2 separate regions of the Bicyclus anynana genome follow, and region 1 is linked to region 2. A link is a contact called in public Hi-C data. All regions are on one chromosome and are shown on one strand. The core of a region is the stretch at or near the end of the contact, and the rest is flanking DNA. Distances in the headings are between cores, read along the strand shown. Region 1 holds the start of LOC112047665 (zinc finger SWIM domain-containing protein 4). Region 2 overlaps LOC112047665 (zinc finger SWIM domain-containing protein 4).

Region 1 (5,432 bases), core at 1,957-4,456, 77 kb before region 2:
GTGAACGACGAGTTAGGGATTAATCAAAAACTAAACAGGTTTTTCGGGATTTACGCCACTGCCATCAACATCATGCCAACCGATGGACGTCCACTGCAGGACATTGGCCTATTGTAGGGACTTCCAAACATCACGATACTGAGCTGCCTGCATCCAGCGGATACCTGCGACTCGTTTGATGTAGTCAGCCCACCTGGTGGAGGGTCGACCAACACTGCGCTTTCTGGTGCAGGGTCGCCATTCCAGCACCTTGGAACCCCAACGGCCATCAACTCTTCGAGCTATGTGCTCCGCCCATTGCCTCTTCAGCTTTGCGACACGTTGAGCTAAGTCGATGACTCTAATTCTTCTACGGATCTCCTCATTTCTGATTCGATCACACAGAGATACTACTAACATAGCTCGTTCCATCGCCTGCTGTGTGGCTCTGAGCTTTCTTATGAGACCCATAGTTAGCGACCAAGTCTATTCGAAGACTTTTGTCTTCAGGCACTGATAGGAGGCTATTTATTAAATTTGAAATTTTTTTAATTTTTTTAGCGGCGTACCTTTATGGATGCAAAGTGTTAAAATACGCATACCTACCTGAGGACGCATTACGAAACTAAAGAGTAAAGACGTACCGCCAAGCGATAACCTTCCGGTATGATACCGAGTAGAAACCGTCAGAGGTATGGATAGAATTGCAATTCATAGACTATGTAGAGGCACCCCCAGGGGATCATTCAGCCGCTGAGTGTCTTTTTAACCTCTATTTGTTTAAAAATTTGACAATCAGCGGGTGAATGCTTCCCTGGGGGTTCCCTTACAACGTCTATGAATAGCACTGTTAGACTGCGTCGTCACTTATGCCTAGGTTGGACTACTTTAGTATTTTAGTCGAGTACGAACAATTTTTGGATTCACTTCCCAATGTGTGGGAAGTGAATCCAAAAATTGTTCGCACTCCACTGAAATACTAAAGTAGTCTGTACGGCCTCTTATAAACAGATGAGTCTCGCAGTCAAGGACTAATTTAATTTTGAATACTTTTTTTTTACACGTTTGCCCTGCTTACCTGGTGCTAAGTGATGATGCAATCTAAGATGGGAAGGTAGCCAATTTATTAGGAGGATGAAAATTCACGGCTTCTACACGACATCGTACTGGAACGCTAAATCGCTTGGCGGTCTTTACCGGTAGGGTGGTAACTAGCCACGGCCGAAGCCTCCCACTAGCCAGACCTTTAAGAAATCAGCCCAGCCGGGGATCGAGCCCAGAACCTCCGTCTTGTAAAATACCACGCATTCCACTGCGCCACGGAGGCCGTCAAACATTTTTTTATTTAATGACATGAAGACACTTAGGAAGCTGTGATGCTTTAACTAAAGCCGTCTAAATCATTAAGTTTTAGGATTTTCAGACAATTCTTTCCAGTTCTTTTAGAAACGAATTAAATTTATACGCCACTAGCGTGGCACCGCCTTCAAAGTGATCAGAAGGTAGCACATACGATGTTATTTTCGCTTTTTTGTTTATTTTTGTGAATTTGATGGTGGTCGAAGTTTTTTGTTAGAAAGATCTTATATTTTACCAATTTGCTGTCATGCTTGTTGCTTGATGATATACATGAAAAATCAGAGATTTTAAGTACTTACATACTAAGAAAGAGAGTTCTGAGTTAATCTGCTGACAAACGGACAGACAGACTGGTTAACTGCGGAACCCTAAAAACAATGCAACATGCAAAAACTTGACGTAGACAATTTTTTCCTTTGTTTCGGTGCAAGATGTCGTTTATTTATACCTATTAAGTTTATTTTTGTACCTACAAGCTTTTTATTAGGTAGGTCAGTAACTCAGTAAGTAGCTATATGTACTTATATTGATCATAAGTATAACTAGGATGACTTCGTAATTTGCACAGAATATTGGTTATTAAATCAAAATCAAAATCAAAAATTCATTTATTTCAAGTAGGCTCAGTATACAAGCACTTTTGATACGTCAGTTGACTAATTGTAAAGATTCTACCACCGGTTCGGAAGGCAGATTCTGCTGAGAAGAAACCGGCAAGAAACTCAACAGTTGCTCTTTTAAAAAAATCATACAATAATATTATAATTACAATTGATGACAACATTACAATTAGCATAACTCTTCGAATATTTTTCCACTAGCAAAACTAAGCTGAGCTCGAGTCCCCTCTCAGAATGTCAGGAGTTAGGCCAATAGTTCACCACACTGGCCCAATGCGGATGGGCAGACTACTGAGAGAGACTACTATTGAGAGGAGACTCGAGCTCAGCAGTGAGCCAAATATGAATTATGATCATGAAAACTAAGCTAAATATACAATTTTTTTTTTATATTGCTACCTACCTATGTATATAACGAGTATTTAAGTATATACCTACATTTGTAAATCTCTAATCCTTAAATAGTAAGAAGTAATAAACAATAAACAGCAAAGAAGCGCTGTTTACCTGCGTGATGCACTGGACAGCGCGCACTACCTGCTGAACAAACACCACCGCAATATTACATTAGCTCAAAAAAAATTATAAACAAATAAAGGTCATTGTACGTTCTTGACAATCCAGCCGCTGAAGCGCTGCATCGTCGAATCTCAGCTGTGCGTCGGCCACCTGACGTCGCGGTCCCCCTCCCCGCGCCGCCGCCGCCCGCCCCCCTTCGCCATCAGCTGTTAATGTAACCCCCACCCGCCTTTCCCCTTCGTTTGTGTAATGTGAGGAGGTAAGACCCGAATGGATTAGGATCCTGCTTTTTGTGCCATTATTTTTTATGTCAACTCGAAATGTATTGTGCCATTACAGTTTCTTACCTACTAGAGCTCGAAAGAGTATCATGATACGACGCATAAAATGAAATCAAACGGGAAGCAAATAACTAATACCAAGAAAAACATGAAATTATAAATGTATCACGCCGCGGTCATAATTTTCAGATAACTACCGTATGGTTATCTGCGAACGTCTGATCGGCATTAAGTTATAACGAACGATATGGAAAGGCGGTCGATTTTATGCGTAATTTCAGCATCGAAGAACAAAACAAAAATGTCAACTTTTAATAATATATCGCACATTATGCCTGCCAAATGAATAATTTATCGGAGTGTGTCGATTTAGGGCGCGCATCCCCGCGGGGGGCACTCCCCCGGGTGCGGGAGGGGCATCGCCGAGGGGCGAGGGGGCGGTGGGGCGGCCGCACGTCAGTCAGTCCGCGCCGAGCGGCCGAGCGAGCGTCATGTCGACGTGTGCGCCGCGCGCGTGCTGTCGGCCGCGCGCCCCGCCGACTCTTCTCGACATCACGGCGAAGATAGTCGCGTCCGCGATCCCCTTCCAGCGCATCGAGGAACGCTATGAGCGTATCCCGGAGCCGGTGCAGCGGCGCGTCGTGTACTGGTCGTTCCCGCGGGACGAGCGCGACATATGCATGTACTCGTCGCTGGCGCGCGCGCCGCCCGACGACCACCGCAGCCTCGCCTTCTGCCGCGGCCTCAAGCTGCTGGAAGCCGGCTGTGTGGAGAGCGTGCTGCAAGTCGGTGAGTGCCAGCGCGCACGCGCCTGTTTACTAATACGCGCCTCGCCCACCCGAGCCGTATAAATAAAAACCTCGACGTGTGCGATCGATACGGCTCCTAGCGGGAATTATTCATGCGTCGACCGAGATTAGGGCTCCGGAGGCGAGTTCCGCTGACCGCGAGCTCTAGCGATCGGCTCGATTACCTGCGGAACTCGTCGGAGCGGTCTGCCCTCTGCGGCGCAGGAAATCACGGCGAGCGTTTAATCGGAATTCATTAACTCGAGTGCTCTGTCTCGCGAATGCACCGGTTAACTTCCTCCGATCGGCGCGATTCGAAATTCGAATCTACTTTCACGACACGCTCGTGAAATTCGGCTACGATTACCATAACTGGATGTCCCGTTACGTAGGGAATTACACAACTGGATTCTGCCGGGCGCAGGCTCGGGCCCATTAGCTCACAGACGCAGTTGTTAATGTCCCCGCAGTGACTAACGGACGCGAATAAACAATATTAATTGCCGGTTTTATTTCCATAGGGTCAGGCCATGCCCGGCTTTAATGCGGCGGGCGTGGGAGGACCGCGTTACATATTCATTTGTGCTTATCTGGCATCAAGATGGCGATTACTGGTCATTTGTGGCCGTTTCGGGCGGCGGACGCCACATTTGGCCGTAACGTCGGCTCCGTAAGCCCCTAATGCGATAGGAGTTATGGAACACCGCAGTGTCTCGTTTTAGGCTGGCTATCTTCCAACCTCTCCAGATAGCGAATCAGATACGATCGTTCTACTTAACTTCGATAAACGTTACTTCGATTCCCACAGCCGTATATGATTCACAATCCACCATTAGAGCCCGCCCACTAGATGTAAACACGCTATGGACCGTGGGATTAATTAATATCCAGATATGCATATCAAAATGGATGACTTATCCGTATTATAAAATCAAACAAAATTTATTGATTTGTAGGAATTACTTACTTCATAGGATTATTGAGATTACAATAGTCTGAAGAAATCATAGAGGATTTAGTTAATTCCTCTGAGAAAGAAATCCCATTTTAAATAACAACAAAGGACAGAAATCAGTAAAACTTTTACAATAGTCACCATAAAGTCGTTTCTGCACCATCATAACTTAAAGGAACTATGATGTTGATGCATTCCTAACTGCATTGTTATATCTATATTGGTGGTGTTAAATAATTCTGTGGTAGAATAAGAAATATTTATTTAGAAACACTCAATTGCTTTACAATCGTAGAATCCTGGTTATAAAACTATATGGTAAGCGATATACTAGGGATAGGGACACTAGTAAAAAAACAAAAGAAGCCGCTGAGTGGTTTAATTTGGCTTTAAATAGTTTTTATGTTTGAATGTTATTATGCTTGCCAAAGTTAGTCTTTGAATGAGAGATCATAGATCTCGATATGGCCAAGACTAAGTTTGTCAGTCCATATCACCATAGTTGCTAGCACAGGTTAACGGGACTAGGGTTGCCAACCTTACTATAATATAAGTAATATAGAGTATTGTAGGTACTATACTCGAATGGATTGCGTACTACATGAAGAAATGTACGAGTATAGTACGCAAAAATACTATATTTTCAACACTGAAATCTAACAAACAAATCTTTTATTTTGAATCTGTTATACATTAGTTTTCGACAGATGCAATACCGTTTTATCGAGTTTTGTATTTTAAGCAAACGAATAAAACGAGCTTTTAGTTATCAATAATTTCAAAATTACATGTGAAAAAGCGTATAATAGGTATGACACTCTTATTTTAGCCAAAAATCTTGAAAAATGCAACAAATCCAAACAAATTTTAATGAAAATTAACATATTTTTGTTCACTTATTCTGTAATATAGTATATTTTCTTGAAGCGTA
Region 2 (5,313 bases), core at 2,810-5,309:
ACCTCTTAATCATAAAATAATCATCATCAGCCTACTTTAACGGCCCATTACAGGGTCAGACATCCGTCCTTATGAGAGGGCATATAGAGCTTCGACCCACCACGCTATTAAGAGTAGATAGCGGTTTGGTGGGCTCCTGTTGACCTATTTTTACTACATTATCACCGATTAACACAGGTTTTTATTTTATCGCCATATTCCACTCGCACTTTGTTACTAATAAATTCTATTAGAATTAATCATAATAAAATAAACTTCATAAGGCAAAGTTAACCACAAATTAAATCTTTAACCAAGGCCAATACCACAGATAGTCACAACAAAGAACTATAAAACGCGACACAGATAAAAAATCACAGTACAGTCACAGACAAAAGTTATGAGAAGCGGCTGAATGTGAAACAAGTGGGTACAGTCGTAAATAAAAACGAATAGCACACGCACTGTCGTGGTAGTTACTCATGCAGATTTATTGTTTTTGTCCAAAAAATACCAGTTTGCAGAGGGTTATGATACGTACCATAGACAAAGAAGACTTGTTTATGTCCCATACAATTTTTTTTTCTTTAAAATTTTAAACTATATTCATTAAAATTATAAACATAGTTTTTTAATGACATTCTTACTTTTAATTCTAATTTTTGTATTATTTTGTAATTGTAACTTTATAATTTTATAATTTTCTCGTTTAATTTGGTAATTATGACTGTTTGTGTTATTTTTTTTTTTGTAATTTTATATTTTTTAATTTAGTACTGTGACTTTTTAAATTTGTAATTGACTGATTGTAATTATTTTTTTTTTCTCTTAATTTTATTTTATTTATTTTAGTAATTGTGACTGTTTGTATTTTTTCACTGTATGTATAATATTTGCAAACTATTAATTTAGTTGAATATTGTAAAGAACAATAATTCTTGCAAATAAATGATTATTATTATTATTATTAAAGACAATTTTCGAAAAAAACACTGTACAGTCGCACACAAAGGTTATGAATTGTGTCAGGATGTGAAATAAGTGGGCAGGTACAGTCGTAAATAAAATAATAGCCACATGCATGTACTGTCGTGGTTACTCATGCAGATTTATTGTTTTTATCCAAAAAATACTAGTTTACTGAGGGTGTTGATACATTCTAACATTTTTATTATTATTAGTTTTTTATTTCTTCCAAGAAATTCTCGAATGGACGTTGGGGTCCCAAGGAGCTGGAATGGCGACCCCGCACCGGAAAGCGCAGTGTTGGTCGACCCCCCACTAGATGGACCGCAGACATCAAGCGGGTTGCAGGGAACCGCTGGATGCTCTCGGCTCGAGACCGTTTTGTTTGGAAGTCCATGCAAGAGGCCTATGTCCAGCAGTGGACGTCCATCGTCTGTTAATGATGATGATGATGAAGAAATTCTCAGGGCGGAAGCTGGGAAATTAGTTGTATTACATTTCTAAGAGTACAGTACATCATCACTCTCGGTCATCCAAATACCTTCTTCTATTATTGAAAGCCGTGATAGCCCAGTGGATATAACCTCTGCCTTCAATTCGGAGGTTCGAATCCAGGCCTGCACCTACAACGTCTTAAACGGTGAAGAAAAAACATCGTGAGGAAACCTGCATACTTTTCTTAATTCTACGTGTGTGAAGTCTGCCAATCCGCATTGGGCTAGTGTGGTGGACTAACCCCTAACCCCTCTCATTTTGAGAGGAGACGCGTTCTCAATAGTGAGCCAAATATGGGCTAATAATAATTAATCTATGGCTGATAATGATGATAATAATATTATGTAATCCTTTTTGTTATACATAAATAACATAATTTGTATGTAATTGTGTTTGTAGTTCGTTGCAACATTACGTTTTTAGAAAGTTGGTGTCACACTAATCACAAATTTAAATAAATAAAGTCCGCTTTCTCGCTTATATTTGGCTGGGTGGGCATAATTCACACATAATTCTACCGGTTTTGGTGAAATCGAGTTAGATACATAAATCAAGGTTTAGGCAATTGAAAAATGTATATTGTATAAGCCTCAACAGCCTCCACAGTTAAAGCTAGCCACTCACCATCTGATTAGCCCATATGCCTGCAGCGCTGACGGCTTGACAGACGATAAAACTGTCGTGTGATAAAAAATCGTGTGTTGGTCGTGATCGGCATGACCAACACACGATCAGTTTACTTGATTGTCAGTGGTTGACATAAGAGGTCCGAGTTAATGAGAGATCATCGGTTTGATCCTTGTATAGACCATTGTAACTCGAAAAACACATTTTATAGGAAGCTATTATTTTAACATTAAAATAGTTATCGCGTCAAAATTTTCATGTTTTTCACACGAATTTTTTTTGAAAGTTAAAGGCTTCTGTAAAATTGTAATTTTCGAGATTTCACGTTGTTTGGTTTAATCTTTCTTCTTTTCTCGATCTTTACGACCTACTTTCATACCTACTAAATTTCAATAGATTTAGTAGGTATGAAAATATTAAAGAATATAATAGAAAATATTATAAAGAGATAAAGTTTGTGGTACTGTAAGGGGGTAATCTCTGGATCTACTAAACTGATTTTGAAAATTCTTTCACCACTAGAAAGTCACATTTGTGTGTCTGTCATAGGTTATAATCCCCGTATTCTCAAATGTTTACTTCTTCGGCAGTGTATTGTCTATTTTATGATTGTTTCAAAATAAATACTTAAATAAAAATGCGGCCATCTGCTTGTTAAATTTTAAACAAAAATAAACAAACACACTGCGGGATTCGATAATGTTATTCCGTTCCTGTGGAGCCGATAGTAATCCAATATTTGCCGAATCCATTATTAAAACACACCGAGCCCGCATCCAATTACTATTCGCGTCAAAAAACTCACCCGCCCGCGCAACTAGTTTAGGGAGATTAAAAATTCACTGTGCTACGCGTATAGGACTAGAACTCTATCGCTAGTTCCATAATGTGGCCTTCACACGTACAGTTTACCGTCAGTTTGAATTGCGGATCAAACCGACGTGTTTTAAGGTACAAGAGTTGAACGTTAAAAGTTTTTTTGTGATTAACTCGCCATTAGCAGTAAGAAAATCTATTTTCTTGCTGCTAATGAATTGCTTGATTTCTGTTACTGATTTTTTTTTCGCAAAGACATGTATGCTCACAGAACAAACCTGGAAAATTAAGACAAATAACCACCTTTCTTAGCTACAGTTTCGACTCGCTAAATCGTCTAATAGTATAAAGTCTTTGGTGTATGTTCTGTAATTAATGGATAAAACGCAAATGGTAAATATACCACCTAATTATCTACAACTAATTTGAATAGTTTTTGAAAAATCCATAGCAACTTTGTAACTACAAAGATTAGACACAAGTTTTATACCAATTTACAAACCTCAATAAGTGTACAAGTTTTTAAAATAATAGTACACTTCAGTTCCATACATTTTTTTACAGGACAATTTTTTTTTAATCGGGTCATCTGTAAATAAAATGTAATGCACTCAAAGCTTCTTCTACAAAACAAATAAAATATTATTTTAAAAAATAGTATCATATTGGTAAAATTATTCCATAGTGTTTAACAAAAATCAGATCTTTAATAACTTAATTACGGCAGCCTTGAAAAAACTAATTCAAGATAGAAAAAAATTAATAATCCGAAAAAATCTATAATTAGGTCACCCTAGAGATTTTTTGAAAACTATTCAAATTAGTTTTCGATAACTAGGTGTATCTACCATTTGCGTTTTATTCATTAATTACGGGACATCCTGTATATGGATTTGAGTATTCCCTTTTAGTTTATACGATCTCTACCAAACGTAAAGCAGAACCTATGCAAGTAATAATGCCTTGGGTACCTACATATACAGCTGTAAAAGCAACTAATCAAAGCATTATCGTCGATTGAATCTCGTCGATCCGCATCAACTGTGAACCATCACGATTTGACATACCCCTTGCTTTAAACCATTCCCACCCTTACGCCCTTCATCATAGAGTTCATTTATAAAACACATTACACTGCAGCGTATTGTGGTTCTACGTTAATCTATTTTCAACTTTGTGCAGTTACACGTACGGTTTATTTTGCAATGTTTATGTACCGTGTATGATCAGCTGCATTGGACGTGCCTGGGCCGATAACGAATTGGAAATGGGATTTTGTTATTAGACGATAACGATACGACTGCGATACGATATTATGCTATTGTATGTTTTGTTGCATTGCATTTGCATTGAAGTAACGTAGTGGGATTAAGAAGAGCATGATGTCGTGTAGAAACCGAAAGGATTTTCATCCATCTCCTAACCCGTTAGTCCATCTTCCATCTTAAGTCAACCACTGACGATGCTGCTTGACAGCCGATAGCTCTCCTCTCCTGTAACTTTCTCCTCCTCACCTGACCTTTTAGTTGTCCGTTAAAATAGGCTGATAATTATGATGAAACCTACTACTTAGAGTCTACTGCTACTAGTAGGTTTCATCATCATTTGTATCATCAGACAGTCTAGATACTAGACTATCTTTAATTCAATTTACTAGGTAATAACTATATTACCTAGTAAAAAAATTAATCAAACAAGCATTAGAAAAAGATTTGTACATTTATATGTAATTAATAAACTCAAAAACTACTAGACTGATTAAAAAAAATCTTTTAGTAATATAGAGCTATATTGTCAGTGAATAATAAAGTATGTTTCATCCCTGTATTCTCATGGGAATGGGAACTACGCGGGTGAAAGCACGAGGTTCTGCAAGTCTACAATACATTCTGTAACAGAAGCGCATTGGCAACACCGATTACTATAACACAATTCTATTCAAATCGTCCCATTGTAATAACAACGCTATTCAAATTGAATGATAAGAGTAAAAAACTGTAAATTTTTAATAGAATTTACAGAAGTAATGGTTAGGTACTTTTTACAGTTAGTCAATTAACAAAACAGTGTCATCATTCTTTTACGATTACGACATTAAACGTCGTAGGGTGTAAAAACAACGTAACGCTGTAGTAACGCGGTCGCGTTTTTTACTTTTTTTTTTCTCTTTTTTCTCATCAAAAAAACTTCTTTTTCTCGAGTGCCAATACGTTTCCATCTCCACGGAACTCAATGAGCACTAAATTGAGTTTCGATCGTGATTTCCTGCGATTTCTAACTGACTGATTTACTTTTATTCGAAATAGCGATTGCAAAGGAGTTAAATCAGTCGTGAGGTAATTCTTTACAAATTGGTAGGTTAGTTGTATTTTTTTTTAAATTTAGTACAATGAAACGGTTTACATTTGAAATATGTAATGAAATTCGTCT

What was found. A called contact is a pair of places that touch in the nucleus more often than the background predicts.
Region 1: a Hi-C map of whole body shows a contact between it and region 2, with 3 times the contacts expected there. The contact joins the promoter of LOC112047665 here to the enhancer-like site in region 2. A contact is called at or near these places in 2 of 2 Hi-C or Micro-C datasets (whole body and whole larva).

Annotation. Positions count from the first base shown.
Region 1 is chr20:12,473,952-12,479,383 of ilBicAnyn1.1, reverse strand. LOC112047665 (zinc finger SWIM domain-containing protein 4) reads left to right here and starts at 3,206. Exons shown (of 22, transcript XM_052887670.1): 1 at 3,206-3,547. The coding sequence starts at 3,250.
Region 2 is chr20:12,398,222-12,403,534 of ilBicAnyn1.1, reverse strand. All of the region lies in intron 1 of LOC112047665 (zinc finger SWIM domain-containing protein 4), which reads left to right. Among protein-coding and RNA genes, the nearest start is that of LOC112047666, 26 kb to the right of the region's middle. Within about 2 kb of position 4,059, at least 8 of the 8 cell types and tissues checked have open chromatin away from gene starts, as enhancers often do.